Regions from separate parts of the Mus musculus genome. Here all the other regions are linked to region 2. Evidence: chromatin contacts called from public HiChIP or PLAC-seq and promoter capture Hi-C data. All regions are on one chromosome and are shown on one strand. The core of a region is the stretch at or near the end of the contact, and the rest is flanking DNA. Distances in the headings are between cores, read along the strand shown.

What was found. Promoter capture Hi-C pulls out the DNA fragments that hold promoters and counts their contacts. HiChIP or PLAC-seq counts read pairs in DNA pulled down with a chosen protein or histone mark. Capture Hi-C pulls out chosen DNA fragments and counts their contacts.
Region 1: a promoter capture Hi-C map of adipose tissue shows a contact between it and region 2. The contact joins two enhancer-like sites. A contact is called at or near these places in 11 of 39 promoter capture datasets (the C10 cell line, the HPC-7 cell line, cranial neural crest and 8 more), 5 of 115 datasets of contacts at active chromatin or transcription factors (bone marrow-derived macrophages, cardiomyocytes, extraembryonic endoderm stem cells and 2 more) and 3 of 9 other capture datasets (adipose tissue, embryonic stem cells and liver).
Region 3: a contact with region 2 is called in a FOXA1 HiChIP or PLAC-seq map of pancreatic cancer cells. The contact joins two enhancer-like sites. A contact is called at or near these places in 10 of 39 promoter capture datasets (the C10 cell line, the HPC-7 cell line, cranial neural crest and 7 more), 5 of 115 datasets of contacts at active chromatin or transcription factors (the NIH/3T3 cell line, bone marrow-derived macrophages, cardiomyocytes and 2 more) and 3 of 9 other capture datasets (adipose tissue, embryonic stem cells and liver).
Region 4: a contact with region 2 is called in a promoter capture Hi-C map of liver. The contact joins two enhancer-like sites. A contact is called at or near these places in 9 of 39 promoter capture datasets (the C10 cell line, the HPC-7 cell line, cranial neural crest and 6 more), 6 of 484 Hi-C or Micro-C datasets (bone marrow-derived macrophages, embryonic stem cells, liver and 2 more) and 1 of 115 datasets of contacts at active chromatin or transcription factors (fibro-adipogenic progenitors).
Region 5: a contact with region 2 is called in an H3K4me3 HiChIP or PLAC-seq map of bone marrow-derived macrophages, with 4 times the contacts expected there. The contact joins two enhancer-like sites. A contact is called at or near these places in 10 of 39 promoter capture datasets (the C10 cell line, the HPC-7 cell line, cranial neural crest and 7 more), 1 of 484 Hi-C or Micro-C datasets (undifferentiated spermatogonia), 7 of 115 datasets of contacts at active chromatin or transcription factors (T-cell acute lymphoblastic leukemia, bone marrow-derived macrophages, cardiomyocytes and 4 more) and 3 of 9 other capture datasets (adipose tissue, liver and pancreatic islet).

What each region holds. Positions count from the first base shown.
Region 1 is chr3:79,517,850-79,520,549 of GRCm38.p6, forward strand. It overlaps Fnip2 (folliculin interacting protein 2), which reads right to left. Exons shown (of 17, transcript NM_001162999.2): 2 at 216-342. Among named protein-coding and RNA genes, the nearest start is that of Gm36442, 7.1 kb to the left of the region's middle. Within about 2 kb of position 1,357, at least 118 of the 459 cell types and tissues checked have an H3K27ac peak or open chromatin away from gene starts, as enhancers often do. A contact at or near this core is called in adipose tissue, cardiomyocytes and liver, where this site is marked.
Region 2 is chr3:79,180,481-79,183,180 of GRCm38.p6, forward strand. It overlaps a transcript of Rapgef2 not described here. Among named protein-coding and RNA genes, the nearest start is that of Gm24150, 15 kb to the right of the region's middle. Within about 2 kb of position 1,266, at least 240 of the 459 cell types and tissues checked have an H3K27ac peak or open chromatin away from gene starts, as enhancers often do. A contact at or near this core is called in the NIH/3T3 cell line, adipose tissue, bone marrow-derived macrophages and 3 more, where this site is marked.
Region 3 is chr3:79,541,474-79,544,173 of GRCm38.p6, forward strand. The region is part of intron 1 of Fnip2 (folliculin interacting protein 2); the gene reads right to left. Among named protein-coding and RNA genes, the nearest start is that of Fnip2, 25 kb to the right of the region's middle. Within about 2 kb of position 1,323, at least 134 of the 459 cell types and tissues checked have an H3K27ac peak or open chromatin away from gene starts, as enhancers often do. A contact at or near this core is called in the NIH/3T3 cell line, bone marrow-derived macrophages, liver and 1 more, where this site is marked.
Region 4 is chr3:79,443,923-79,446,622 of GRCm38.p6, forward strand. It overlaps a transcript of Gm17359 not described here. Among named protein-coding and RNA genes, the nearest start is that of Gm36442, 67 kb to the right of the region's middle. Within about 2 kb of position 1,374, at least 23 of the 459 cell types and tissues checked have an H3K27ac peak or open chromatin away from gene starts, as enhancers often do. A contact at or near this core is called in liver, where this site is marked.
Region 5 is chr3:79,489,849-79,492,548 of GRCm38.p6, forward strand. All of the region lies in intron 10 of Fnip2 (folliculin interacting protein 2), which reads right to left. Among named protein-coding and RNA genes, the nearest start is that of Gm36442, 21 kb to the right of the region's middle. Within about 2 kb of position 1,308, at least 35 of the 459 cell types and tissues checked have an H3K27ac peak or open chromatin away from gene starts, as enhancers often do. A contact at or near this core is called in bone marrow-derived macrophages, where this site is marked.

The DNA of each region.
Region 1 (2,700 bases), core at 107-2,606, 340 kb after region 2:
CTTACAAAATCCTGCTAGATTACAATCGCCAGCAAATGTATCTTTCTCAATGTCAATGGTCCACTGTTGGCCTGCCATAATTGCTTGTTAAGTTTCCGTTGTGTCCGCAGACACAGGCCTGCCTGCTGTGGTGCATCTCTGCTTGCCCCTTCTGCATCCCTGCAGGCAGCACACAACAGATCAGAGAGGTTTGAAAGCCAATCAGCATTTCACACCTGAGCTGCTGCCTCTTCCATCTTCTGAACGGCTCTGGAGTCAAACATGACTTGTCTGCCTCTCCTCTCACAGTCCTGGTAAACTAGCAGGCGGATGTCACTCAAGCCAAACTCCGAACACGACCAACTGTGGATTCAAAAGAGAGAGAAGCTGGATTATCTGCAACGCTTGGTGTGACCATGGCAAATAAATACAATTCCCAGCCAGCGTGCTCGGAAACTGGCTGCACAAATGCTGACAATTCTTGTGCCAACGGTGGCGAGGCTGCCCTAATAATAAATCGCTGGAGAGAAAGCACTGCCTTCTGTAGTCAGTTTGAAATCAAATGGCAGAAAGAAGTTGCAAGGACACACAAGAGAGGGCTAAGTGGGATGCCTGGGTTCTGGGGAGAGCACCCCAGTTAAAGGAGCGCCTGTGCCTCTGTGGCAGCCATCCCCTCAGGGGGAGCTGGCAGCCGTTCCACAGTGTAAGGTTACCCCTAGCACGTCTGGCTTGATACTGTGGCGCTGAGACCAAACGCATTTGCTAGCCATGATGCTTAGCAAAAAGGGAAACACAGTTTGCTCCCAAGCAAAGGATGTTAAGAAGAAAATACAGGTGTATGTTGCAGTAAAGAATTCGATCGGAAAGCAGGAACTAGAGAACTATTTACAGAGTGTGCTTTCAGCACAGCCTTGGCAATCCATTCAACACAAATTTAGTCTGCATTGTATTCAAGGCTCTGTAGCAGGTGCAAGGGAATCAATAATTAATCAAACCTGCCCTCATGAAGTTCAAGGCTTAATAGGGATATTACTAACCTAATACTTACATATAAATATATAACTACAAACTGTCTGAAGGTCAAAAGGGAAACTAAAGGATACAAAAGAGTCTCAGAGCCTGGCATAGTGACTGACGTCTATAAGCTCAGTCCTCAGGAGTCTAAGGCTGCAGAAGCAGACCATCCTGGTTACACAGCAAGACCTAGACTCCAAAACAGCGAGATTTAAGGAGAGAGGCACAGAAGTCACTGAGGACTTAAATCAACTTTTAAACCAGACGTGAAGAGTGACCGACCAGTTGACGTGAACACCACGAAGCAGCAGAGTGCAGCACAGGAAAGGGAGGGAGGAAAGGCAGGGAGAGCTGCCCTATGAGGTCAGCGAGCTGGGGGATGGGACCGAAGCAGGCCCAGACAGGATAAACTCTGAACACAAAGAGCAGCCAAGGAAAGCAGATGGTTGATAAGATCAGATAGCTGACTGCCCTAAGAAAAGCAGACCCATGGGAGTGGACTGCACAGAGAGCCAGGCCCCTCACGCTGCCTGCTACAGGCTGCAGTGACAGCCGCAGAGGTAGAGAAGAGACAGCTTAGAGCAGAGTCTAAAAGACGCACCTGAAGCAGAAGGCTGCCAACTACTCAGGAGGACTCTGCTATAGGATCCAGGGAGGACACGGAAGCGATGGGTGAGAAATGGACAGGCGGATAAAGGAGAGAACACTGAAAACCTTCACAGTAGACCCTGTGAATACAGTCAGGGACAGCCGGATTCAAACCCCAAGGCTTTCCCCTTCCACTTTGCCACTGGATTATCAATGTACAACTGCTGACCTCACAAACTTGCTTTGTGGATTAAGTAGAATACGTAAAGGGCTTCACCCAAGCTTGCCATACACACAAGCTCCAGAAGCTATGCGTGCGCTCCCTCCCAGGACTGAGAAGGCCAGTTTCTGTGAGAAGCTGAGTGCCTTTGGTCCTTCCCCGGTTCAAGCAATGGTAGTTAATATGAAGCACGTTAACTTCAAATTAACTGAAGGCAGCAGATTTATTCTCTTAAACCTCAGACGCAAAGAAGAAAGAAAGTAAATTCTAGTCGTTCCTTCTATCACCAGTGTGTTGTCCATGTCGTGCCTGGCGTCCTTTGCACAATGGCAAAGTTTATTTTGGAAACTATTTTCCTCTGCCCTTAGGCCAGAGGCAGCCAGTGTTCAAGGTGTGACCGATGAGACATGCCACATGACCCCAAGCTGACGGACAGGCGGAAGCCACCCCACACTTACAGCCAAGCCTACACATCATGACCCCAGGAGCGACCAAGTTACTGTGCAGAAAAGAAGAAGTGCAGTAGAATGAGAAGAGCCTGCTAGCGCTCAGCCCAGCTATCCCTATATGAATGCAATATTCCTGTAGAGATGTCTGTCAAAACCAGGTCTGATGACTAGGACCTACACTGCCGAATTTTAAATGTATACAAGGCCATTAAAACTCGTTCTGGCTGGGTGCGGCGTATATGCCAACACAGAGGCTGGCAGATGTCTGTGAGTTCCAGGCCATCCTGGTCTACACAGTGACCTCTAGGACAGCCAGGGCTACATCATAGAGAGACCCTGTCTCAAAAACAAAACAAAACAAACCCAAAACAAGAAAACTTCCCACTGAAATGTATGTTAAAGCCACAAAGGCTGCGGAGTTGGACAGATGGCTCAGTGGTTAAGAGCACT
Region 2 (2,700 bases), core at 16-2,515:
TATCAGAGAGCCTATTTCTCATCTCGTCATTCCTAGAAAGTGATAGACACTGAATGTTAATCTCCTTATAAATAAATCTAATTAACTAAAATGTAAGTAACCAACTGATGCTCCTGAACCAAAATCAATGTATGTATCGATGACTTCAAAGAAAGAGTCACATCTCATTGTCTAGACAAAGTATGGTAGCAACTGTGGAAGCCTGGAATTTCATTCCCCAAGTCAAGAGAAAACAGCAAAGTACACTGAAAAACTTGCCATAAAAACACACTGAATCTTTTTAAATGTTTTACATTCACTCAAAAATTAGCAGGCACTAAATAAAATCATACCTCATGTAAATTACAAAATGTGTGTGTGTGTGTGTCTGTGTGTGTGTGTGTCTATGTCTGTGTGTGTGTGTGTCTGTATACACACTGTGTCAAGAGAGTGGACTAAGTGGCGACGATTCCCTAAGTATTTGGAAACTACACACATTTCACCGTCTCTAGACACCTTCCACAGCTACTTTAGAAATGTTCCACCATCAGCAAGCACTCAATGGCAGTTTGGAAGCCCAGCACTGAATCTTTACTTACAAATGTAGCAAGCACATACAAAAATAATAAGGAAGGGCTCTTCACTGTGCCCCCCTACTCTCCCACCCCCCTGTTCAGTTCCTCTACTTAAGAAGCATTAAGCATTTAATATTTGTAGTATGAACATTTTAATTTCTAAAAATCCAACCTGCACTGTCTTCAATGTCTTTGAAGCCCCAGTACAGCAACAGTGCTGCCACCGTCTACGGCTACGTCTCTGTAGCAGCAAGCGCTCCCATTTCCCTGTTAGCTGCTGGTGAGCCCATGCACTCCGGGCTTGTGGCTCTAGCAGAGCCAACATTCCTTCTGAGGCTCGCTTCCTGCTTCCATGACCCACCCACCTCTCTGGGCTGCATTATGTATTACGCATGTTGTATGGGCACTCTTTCCGCATACCAGTCTCATGACCTCAGCAGCTGCCTGACAGATACTCTTTATCAATTTGTATTAATTCATTATCTACTCTTGTAACTCAAGGACAAGTAGAAATCGGCAATGTCTGTCCTCCTGTGAGGCTTCAAGGTCAAATGTTCACAAGAGCTACAGCTGCAATCTTTGTTATTAACATGTATTAGAGCGGTGCGAAGAGCCGGTTGCTCTCCACCAAAAGAGTTGAATTGTATACTGGCCTGAGGGATTAGTGCGGTAAAGACTGGCGTATATTTACATCATCACAGATGGGCGAGGCTGGAGGAAGCTGTGTGACTCTCGCTTTCCCTCTTCCGGTGATAAAGTTGTTCTTACCTCAGATGTACCGGGCTACACAGAGCAAATTTTTCTCGTGCCACAACCCAAAGCAGCCTGGGACAGTGGTATGAGGGCTACGCTTTGGGAGTGTCTGTGCCCTCGCCACCGACCTGCTACAGACAGCTCAGCTAAATTGATCTGCTGCTATCCCTCTACAAAGCGGCACAAACACGACTCTGCTGACCACTGTGCTTTGGCACAGATGTCACCTGACTGGTTCTTCAAAAGTTATGGTCCAGGCCAGGCTCTCCCTTCAGCACAGGGACCCGTGCCATGACCAAAATGGTTCGTTAATTTTCACCATTTCACAGTGCAAAGCTGAGCATATTGAGTCAGAGACATCGGCTCGGTTCCAATATCTATCCACAAACAACCTAATTTTTATAACATTCGCAGAAGCAACAACAACAAAGATACATTAAGAACTATATAATAAGTTGGTGAGTGAGTAAGACTGATAAAATCAAACACCTCAGTCTTGAAGCACATTTACAAGGCTGGCTTCAAATCCCAGCCATCTATCGGATGCAGCACACTTCCTAAGGTAAAATGCTAGTGTGCCTTTGTGAGACAGGACCTAGCAAAACCTGTTTGAAACAAGGAAAAGAACACTTACACACACGTATACCTTACTACAAAGTTAGCAAGTAATAAAAGGCCAACTGGTTTAGCTCAGCTGAGGGAAATGAGGGCTTTTCTAATGAATCACACTGTGGTATGAGTAAAATGAGTGTTTCCTCCCTTTCTACAAAAATCAACACTGTTGACATTGTTTAATCTGTTTCAGAATTTCTCTTATGGACGGAAGTGGTAAAATCTTGTGATTTACTATTAAAAGGTTTATGATCAAGACTAATATGAGATAACATATGACCTAATAAGAGATACACATGACCTGTATGTGAAAGGAAATTTTCTGAAATAAAAAGGTACTCTATGCTCATGGAAAAAGCTGGTGTTTGACTTCAGTCCAAGCAACCCAGTCAGATCCTAACCGGCATTCTTAATACCAATAAGCTAATCTTAAATCTATAATGGAAGACAACTGCAAAACAATTCTAACAAAGAACAAAATTGATATTTATAACAAATGTACCATTAGGTCACACAAAGGCAGACAAACATACAGAGGGATAAATGGGGGTTTTTTGTTCTTTAGTTAAATATTTTATGTAAATGTTTAACAATTAATTCAGTGGGATTTTAAAAGCATGCGAAGGTAATTCAGTAAATTAAGAAATTCCTGTGGTGCAGGCGAGAGGGCAACTTGAGTTCTATGCTCAGAACCCACAGGGACTTTATGAATTTGTCCTCTGACATTGTTCACATGCACTCTAAATGGCATACACTCCTACACATACACATAGACCTGAAA
Region 3 (2,700 bases), core at 73-2,572, 360 kb after region 2:
GTGACCCAAGCCCTTGGAGGAGCCCAGAAGATCGTGAGTTGGATCCCAGACATCGGACGGTTGGAGATTGATTTTTGCTTTTGATTATGACTGTGCCCTGATATTTTCCCTCTTGAAGGAAGAAAATATTTTAGTGGAGCCCACAGTTAAGAGACTTTTAATTTTAAAAAGACTTTGGATTTTAAGAATATGTAAAGACTGTGGGGCTTTTACAGTTGTTTAGATCTTGGGGATGAATAAGAATGTAAGGGTTGAGGCTTACTAGTGATGTGTTTGTGTGTCAAATTGACAAGGGGTCAATCATACTGGCTAGTTTTGTGTCAACTTGACACAACTGGGGTTATCACAGAGAAAGGAGCTTCAGTTGAGGAAATGCCTCCATGAGATCCAACTGTAAGGCATTTTCTCAATTAGTGATCAATAGGGAAAGGCCCCTTGTGGGCAGTGCCATCTCTGGGCTGGTAGTCTTGGTTCTATAAGAGAGCAGGCTGAGCAAGCCAGGGGAAGCAAGCCAGTAAAGAACATCCCTCCATGGCCTCTGCATCAGCTCCTGCTTCCTGACCTGCTTGAGTACCAGTCCTGACTTCCTTGGTGATGAACAGCAGTATGGAAGTGTAAGCTGAATAAACCCTTTCCTCCCCAACTTGCTTCTTGGTCATGATGTTTGTGCAGGAATAGAAACCCTGACTAAGACACTATGTAGACCAGGTAGGTTACATAAGACCCTGTCTCAAAACCAACTGAACAAGTAACTAAATTTAAACACACACACACACATTAATAAAATAAGTATCTGTTAAAAGATGACTCTCTCTTGTCTTCTTTCTATTTTAGATTGATGGGTAACAACCATGATTTATATCAAAACAAAATTAAAACTAAGCCAGGCAGTGGTGGCGCACACCTTTAATCCCAGCACTCGGGAGGCAGAGGCAGGCGGACTTCTGAGTTTGAGGCTAGCCTGGTCTACAGAGTGAGTTCCAGGACAGCAAGGGCTCCACAGAGAGACCCTGTCTCGAAAAAAACAAAAAACTAAATTAAATTAAATTTAAATTAAAAGCTTCCTATGTAACAAATGCATGACTAATTAAGAAAGACTCAACATTCTTTAGGTTCTAGTAGAAAAAAAAAGCTACATCTGCTGCTTACGAATATGTAGAAATCAATTTATGAGAAGGGAAAGCAAGGAAAAGGATGTTGAACTGTGACTCAGCAGACACATCTGAGTAAGTGCCTCATGGTGCCTGAGTACCGGGAACCCAGGAGGCATCTGAGCATGCAGAGGGGAGGGGCCAGCTCATGGGGCCCTGCTGGTCACACCGGGGACAGAAGGCTGGGCAAGAAGACAGGCACACCTCGTTCTGGCCCCAGTTACTCACTGTCCACGCGACTCAGGAGACTACTCAAACATCCCTAGTCTTAGTCTGCTCAGCTCTGACTCTATCCAGCTCTAAGGGCTTTGAAATACTGCATGTGAGCAGCTGAGAAACCCTCTGAAAACTTCTGGGGCTGCAGACTAATGGGATGTGCTGTCTGTCTGTCTGCACAAGGCCCAGAGTACACACCGTTTGTGTGCTGACAGCTCAGAGAGGACGGCCTGAGATTCACACAACACGAAGGCGACAACACCTGGCAGATGATCTTACTAAAATCAGTCACCTCCTCACTTCAATTCCAACCTCACAAAATGCAGCCGGTTCTCTGGAATCTCCAAGAAATTGCACAATCTAAAATAGATTCTGCAAAGTCCACAGAGAACAGTAAACTGCAGAATAAATTAATACAAGGTAGAGAATTATAACTATGAAATAATTAGCTTCCAAATCGTCTCTTCCACTGACAAAGGCCCCTTAGACCACAATTTTAACACCTGTAACTACACCAAATCTTCTGTCTAAAACATCTTCCAAGTAACTTTCCAAGCCAGACCTTGTAACCTCACTAGGAAGAAACCAAGATCGTTCACTTGGTTAGAATTTCCCACAATGGCCCTGTCCTGAAAAAAATGCTCCAACATCCTCCTCAGGAAGACAGAATGGACTTGGAAAGATCTGCTTCTTAGAGCTCAGAACTGCCTAGCTATAACTGGGCCTCAACTCTTCCTCCACAGCATGTGGCATGTGTACCTTAGAAGTCAGTCTCAGTCTTCTCTTGTCCAGGGTCTTACTTTTGCAAGGACATTTGGACTGTGCAGGACTGTCATAAAGGCAGGTGTGAGGTGGTGTCCACTGACAGCAAGCCTTGGATGTCACCTCCTCCACCAGCATTAGTGCTCCAGCTGCCACTGTTAAGCATCACTCTCTTCCCATCTCACCCCACGGCGATGTCATGATGTCCTTTCTGAATTCCGGAGCTAGGTAACAGATTTCTCGAGAACATGGACCACATCTGAAATCGACTGATTAGTCTTTAAACCAGACTGGCCTCAACAATCCTCCCACTTCAGCCTCTGAAGTCCAGGGACTACAGCATGTCACCATACCTCAGTGGTTTAGAGGTCATCTCCACTCAGATTAGACACATTTGGAGTAGCCCCAGCTGTGTGTTGCCATTGTACTGAGCTGGGAGGCACAGATTCCAAGCCACAATGATGGCAAGTGATTTGCCGCTTTCCACTTCCAGCTTCCGTCACCAAGACCAGAGAGAAATGAAAAGGAGGTCCAATGCCTGGTGAGTAGCGGATGTTGATGGCTGAAACGC
Region 4 (2,700 bases), core at 124-2,623, 260 kb after region 2:
ACATGCATTTAAGCAAAACGTGTACAGTTTTTTAAAAAATTCCTTGGGGCTGGAGAGATAGCTCACTCACTGTTCTTGGAGAGGACCATGTGAGGAAGCCACAACTGCCTGTACCTCTAGTTCCAGCGCCCTCTTCTGGCTTCCAAAGGCAACATTGCAAACACACACACATACACGTTTTATATATATATATATTATACAGGGAAAGAGACACAGATAGACAGACACCTAAATAGAAAGAAAAAATTTCCTTAAAAAGAGAGGATAGCTTCTTATAAGCCCTGTTCTTTCCATTGGGCAATAGTTATCCTTTGCTTTTAAACGTTTTTCTATCAATAGCTGCCTAATATGTATGTTCTTTTGATCTGTCTGGTTTAACAACAACAATAAAAAAAACCAACCCAACTTTTGTTTTTTAGTAGTGTCTATGATATAGGCTGTTGATCCAGGGTCAAATAAGCACTATTCCAGGGGGAAAGATGAAATGTTTAGAGAGTAGTGTATGTACAGCATAATCATAAATAATTCTAGGGTGGTGTGTCAAGATGGAGAGCCAATCAAAGGAAACAAAGCTGTACTTAACTCACTTAGAATATGTGTGGCACCAGTCTGGAGCATCATGACACGCTGTCCCACCTTCCAAAACCTCTGCCCTCATGAAGGGCTGAGTGGTGATGCCTGGCTGCAGTCAAGGCCAGGCTGGCCTCTGGAGGTGGGATGGAGAGCACCCACAGTAAGGGTAGGGATGGTCTTTTCAAGTAGCCAGCATCTCTGAAATATTCCCCCATCTGTTGCTGTTCATCATCAGCAACCCCCTGCCCCATGAGCCTATGCAGAAGGCTAGCTTGAAAACGGGAAATATGAAGAAATTCATCTTAAAGCTCTCTCTTGAGCGATCTGATGGTAGGTGTGGGCTGCACTGAAGATGTAAAAAGATCCATGTAAATAAAGGTCTCCCGGGAGTGTCCCAAGGAGAGAAGAGAGGGAAGGACTTGTCCCTTAGACAACAAAGGACCTGACAAGTGCTTCTGTATGTGTAGCTCAAAACTTCCCCTTTGCCAATGGGACTTTTTTCACTTCCAGAATTAGAAAGAGCAAATATTGATGGTGCCTTGAGGAAGCAGCCAATGAGAGAGCCATATCCTTAGGGAAGAACTTAAGAGAGAGCAGGTCATTAGGGTCCTCCGCGAAAGCCAGAAATACACGGATACACAATGACATCACTTCATGGTGGGTACGGAAAACGCAAAGCCCCAAAGGAAGCTTGTCTCTGTGAAACTCAAGTGAGTAACTCACTGTGCTATATAGATTAGGTGGGAGGCTGACTCACTGGAACTCAGCACAGTCACTTTGAAAAGTTAACCTCAGAATCCAAGAGACAGCCGCTTAACCACTTATATGGAAGTATTTTTAGTTCCCCAGACAGAGCTCACAAGATGTGGGTCAGGGCAGCAGACAGAAGAGAAAGGGTGGCTTCAGGCACCGTGGGTGCTGGCCGCTTTGGTGCTCCAGAATAAATAGCTATTTTAATCAGCTTATGACAACATTCAAGCCAGTGACCAAGAGGCCACTGAATTGTTTGGTCATGAACCAAAGCAGCCACGGAGTCCACGAGGTCCCAGCTCCACACAAAAGGCAAGACACCTGGAACCAGGGCAGCCCGTCTTCACGGCCCCTCCTCAGCACCTGGAGTGTTTTCTCTGTCACAAGCATCCACAGGAAAGCCAAGCTTGCCCTGTCAGTTTTAGACACTTACGTAAGAAAAGGCCAGCCAGTTTTTCCTGAGTGCTAAAACCTATTTTCTCTCCTCAGCCCATTTCTTGATGTTCAGGCTGCTAGGAAAAATTTGGTCATCTCTGAACCAGCAGTTGTAGCGGAAATATCAAACATTGTTGTGTAATAAAACATTTTTAAATAGTAAAAGAAGTAGTCAATCTAAGATCATTCCCACTGTCTGCCAAGCCCTTCACTATGTGCAGGATCGCCGGCTTTCTAACTGGAGATAGAAAAAAAAATACACTTTTTAAAAATTTTTATTGATGCAAGCAAAATAGACCATAAATGTGTTCTATGTCAGAACCCACTAAAGATACTAAAGACACAGAAACATAAAGGGACTGGGGCTGGGGCTTAGTTGTGGAGAACTTGTATAATGGGGGTGACACTCTTATTCAATCCCACTAACACACACAGAGACACAGACACACACACACAGACACAGACACAGACACAGACACAGACACAGACACACACACACACACACACACACGCTGGGAAGATCACTCAGCAGTTAAGATCACTGGGTGCTTCTTGCAGAGGACCTGGGTTTGGTTCCCCATATCCACAGGATGGCTCACAACCATCTCTGACTGCAGTTCTAGAGGATCTGACGCCCTGTTCTGGCATCTGCAGGCATTGCACATAGGTACAGGTAAAACACTCATACACAAAATGTTTACTCTAAGTTTTTTTTTTTTTTTAACAAATGAGAATTAGGTAAAATTGAAGGTAGTGCTAACAGTAACAGGGCAGAAAGAATTTTAAAAATTTAAAAGAAGGCAATGAGGCTGAAGAGATGGCGCATCAGGTAAGACATTCGCTGCCAACCCTGATGGCCTGAGGTTTGATCTCTGGGGCCCACACCGTAGAAGAAGGGAAATGACTTTGGCAAACTGTTCTTCGGCCTACACACATGCACCA
Region 5 (2,700 bases), core at 58-2,557, 310 kb after region 2:
ACACACACACACTCTCTCTCTCTCTCACTCACACACACACACACACACACACACACACACTCTCTCTCTCTCTCTCACTCACACACACACACACACACACACACACACACAATAAAAAAGGTTAAAAAATTCAGTGTCCTTTTTCAGAATTTATAATCATTTTTGAAATCTATTTTTAAATGTATGCATACAAGCTTAGAAGCCGCACAGGTTTCTAGGACATCACACAGTCATTTGTAGGTGTTTTTGTGGTGGTGAGAATCCAATCCTGGTCTCTTTGCATGCCATACAAGCACTCAATCACCGAGTTACATTCTCAGCTCCACACAGCATTCTCATGGTAAAGAAATACAGATCAAGAGCTGGGCATACCAGTAATCCCAGCACGGAAGAGACAGGCAGGAGGCCTGAGTGTGAGTGTGAGTCAGCCAGCTACACAGTAAGACTCCATCTAGAATAGGTGGGTGGGGCACACACAGATACGCAGGACAGAGAAAGCACGTGCTAGGTTGAAAATGAGACTGCTAGGTGACTCAACTCTACTGATTTCTTGTTAACGTGCTGGCTTTCTAAATCAAACACCTATCTTGTTTTAGATAAGAATTACACAATGGCTCCTCCTCACTAGCATATGCCAACTTCTAATGCAGATATGTACATACTTAATGGTACGGTGAGGATGGGGCAGGCTCTGTTTTAAGCTACATGGCTCCCACATGTAAAAACTTACTCAGACTCTCCACGGCATAAAAAGGAAATTCAGCCCTGAATGAGTAACACAGATCTCTCCCAAATCAAGATGGAGCAGGCATACTCAGACTAAACTATGTAGCTGGGTACCGAAAGTGATCAGGACAGAACACAAACCTACCTTGGCAAAACCGGGAAACAAAAAAACTCCACACTCTCAAAGATAGCATTTACTGAGTTAAGAAGCTATGACTCCATAACTGGACACAATGCAGGGATCAAAAGATGCGGGGGACCCCATCCTCAATGAGTCAATCTACATCACAGCTGTCCACATGTGGCTCTGGGGAAGTTACAGAGCAGGGGTGGAAAGACTGCAAGTGCCCAAATACCAGAGATAGTGAAACAGTCTCTTCTAGAAATGGCCACATAAACAAGGGCAGAGCAACGGCAATATACATGGACATATTAACACTAGTGAGAAAAATGTATCCTGGGGTCCCACCCCAAACTAAACACCGTAGGCAACTAGTGACTGCTGGGAGAGGGAGAGTTAGCCTCCTCTTCTAGTGATGAGTCAGTCTCCTTATTGTTTGTCCACTGCAGAGTGGTCATCCCTGAAACCATCTACACAAGAGCAAACTCAGCAAGCCGTATTTCTCTATTTGTGCATATAGGCATGTAACAGCAGCAGTCTATCATCGTAAGAGTGTAGGGGTGAGAAAGACACATGAGAGGGGTTATCAAGAGAGTACATGGGAGGGGACAAAGTGATAGCATTCTATTTCAATTAAAAACATATCTGTACAAACAATAGCAGTGAAGATGATTATAGTAGCAAGGCATAGGATTTACCTACAAAATTTATGTCTCAGCTGGGTGTGGTTACACACGACTTTAATCCCAGCATTTGGTAGGCAGAGGCAGGTGGATCTCTGTGAGTTCGAGGATAGCTTGGTCTACACACTGAGTTCCAGGACAACCAGGGATACGCACTGAAAATGTGTCTCAAAAACCAACCAACCAACCGACCAACCAAAATAATACTAGTACATTATTTTGTCTGTTCCTGGAAGGGCTCACTGTCTAACTGTAAAAGTCCTCTATAGACACAATTTCTGGTTCTTTATTTTCAGGTTTTCACCTCTGAAAGATTAGTAGTGTGATTAGATTAGCATCCAGACACTCAAGCACAAGTCAGCTCCGAATGTCGCCACAGCAGGATGACACTGCTGCCCTCAATGAAGACAGCTTACTCAACACCTTCAAGGCACTCATCACATGATCAACATAAACAGTTCCTTATCTACAGCTGGAGGTCGGAAGCTGTAGTCATTTTACTTCAAGCAGCATTGAGCTCATCAGCAAGAAATGTTCTAACATTCTAGGAACTGCAATGTTTTTAACCCCTCAGCTATTTGCCACACTGCTTTTCAGTGAGACTCCATTCCCTGTTAAGAGACTGGCTCTGAGGAACTCAGATGAGCATGGGGGGGGGGGACCCCATCTGATAGCAGATCACCCTGCTAACCACACTTTGGGCAAGGGGTATAGAAAACCAGTGCTCATTCACAACAACTGGTGGAGCTCTGGATTAGTTAGAAACTGCTTTCAGTATCTGAGAAGGGACATCATTCGATTCACTATCCAGACCAGGGCGTGTACCACAGGCTCCCATGTGCACTAGATGTGCCCTGGCTAGGTCTCTACAACATGCACATATTTTCTTCATTCGTTCAGGGCACAGGCAGCACCACACACTTGGACCCCAGTTTTAACATTTGTACAAAGGATAAAAAGGCTTTGCCTTCAAAGTTTAATGGGACAACAGATATAAGATCATGAAACTGATTACAAGACATCTTTAAAATTAGTGTTCAGTTCATTCTGATGAAAACGATCCCATTATGCCAGACGTGGTAATGCACACTTTAATCCCAGCACTCAGGTGGCAGAAGCAGGAGGATCTCTGTGAGTTTGAAGCCAGCTCAGTCTAATAGGCAGTTCCAG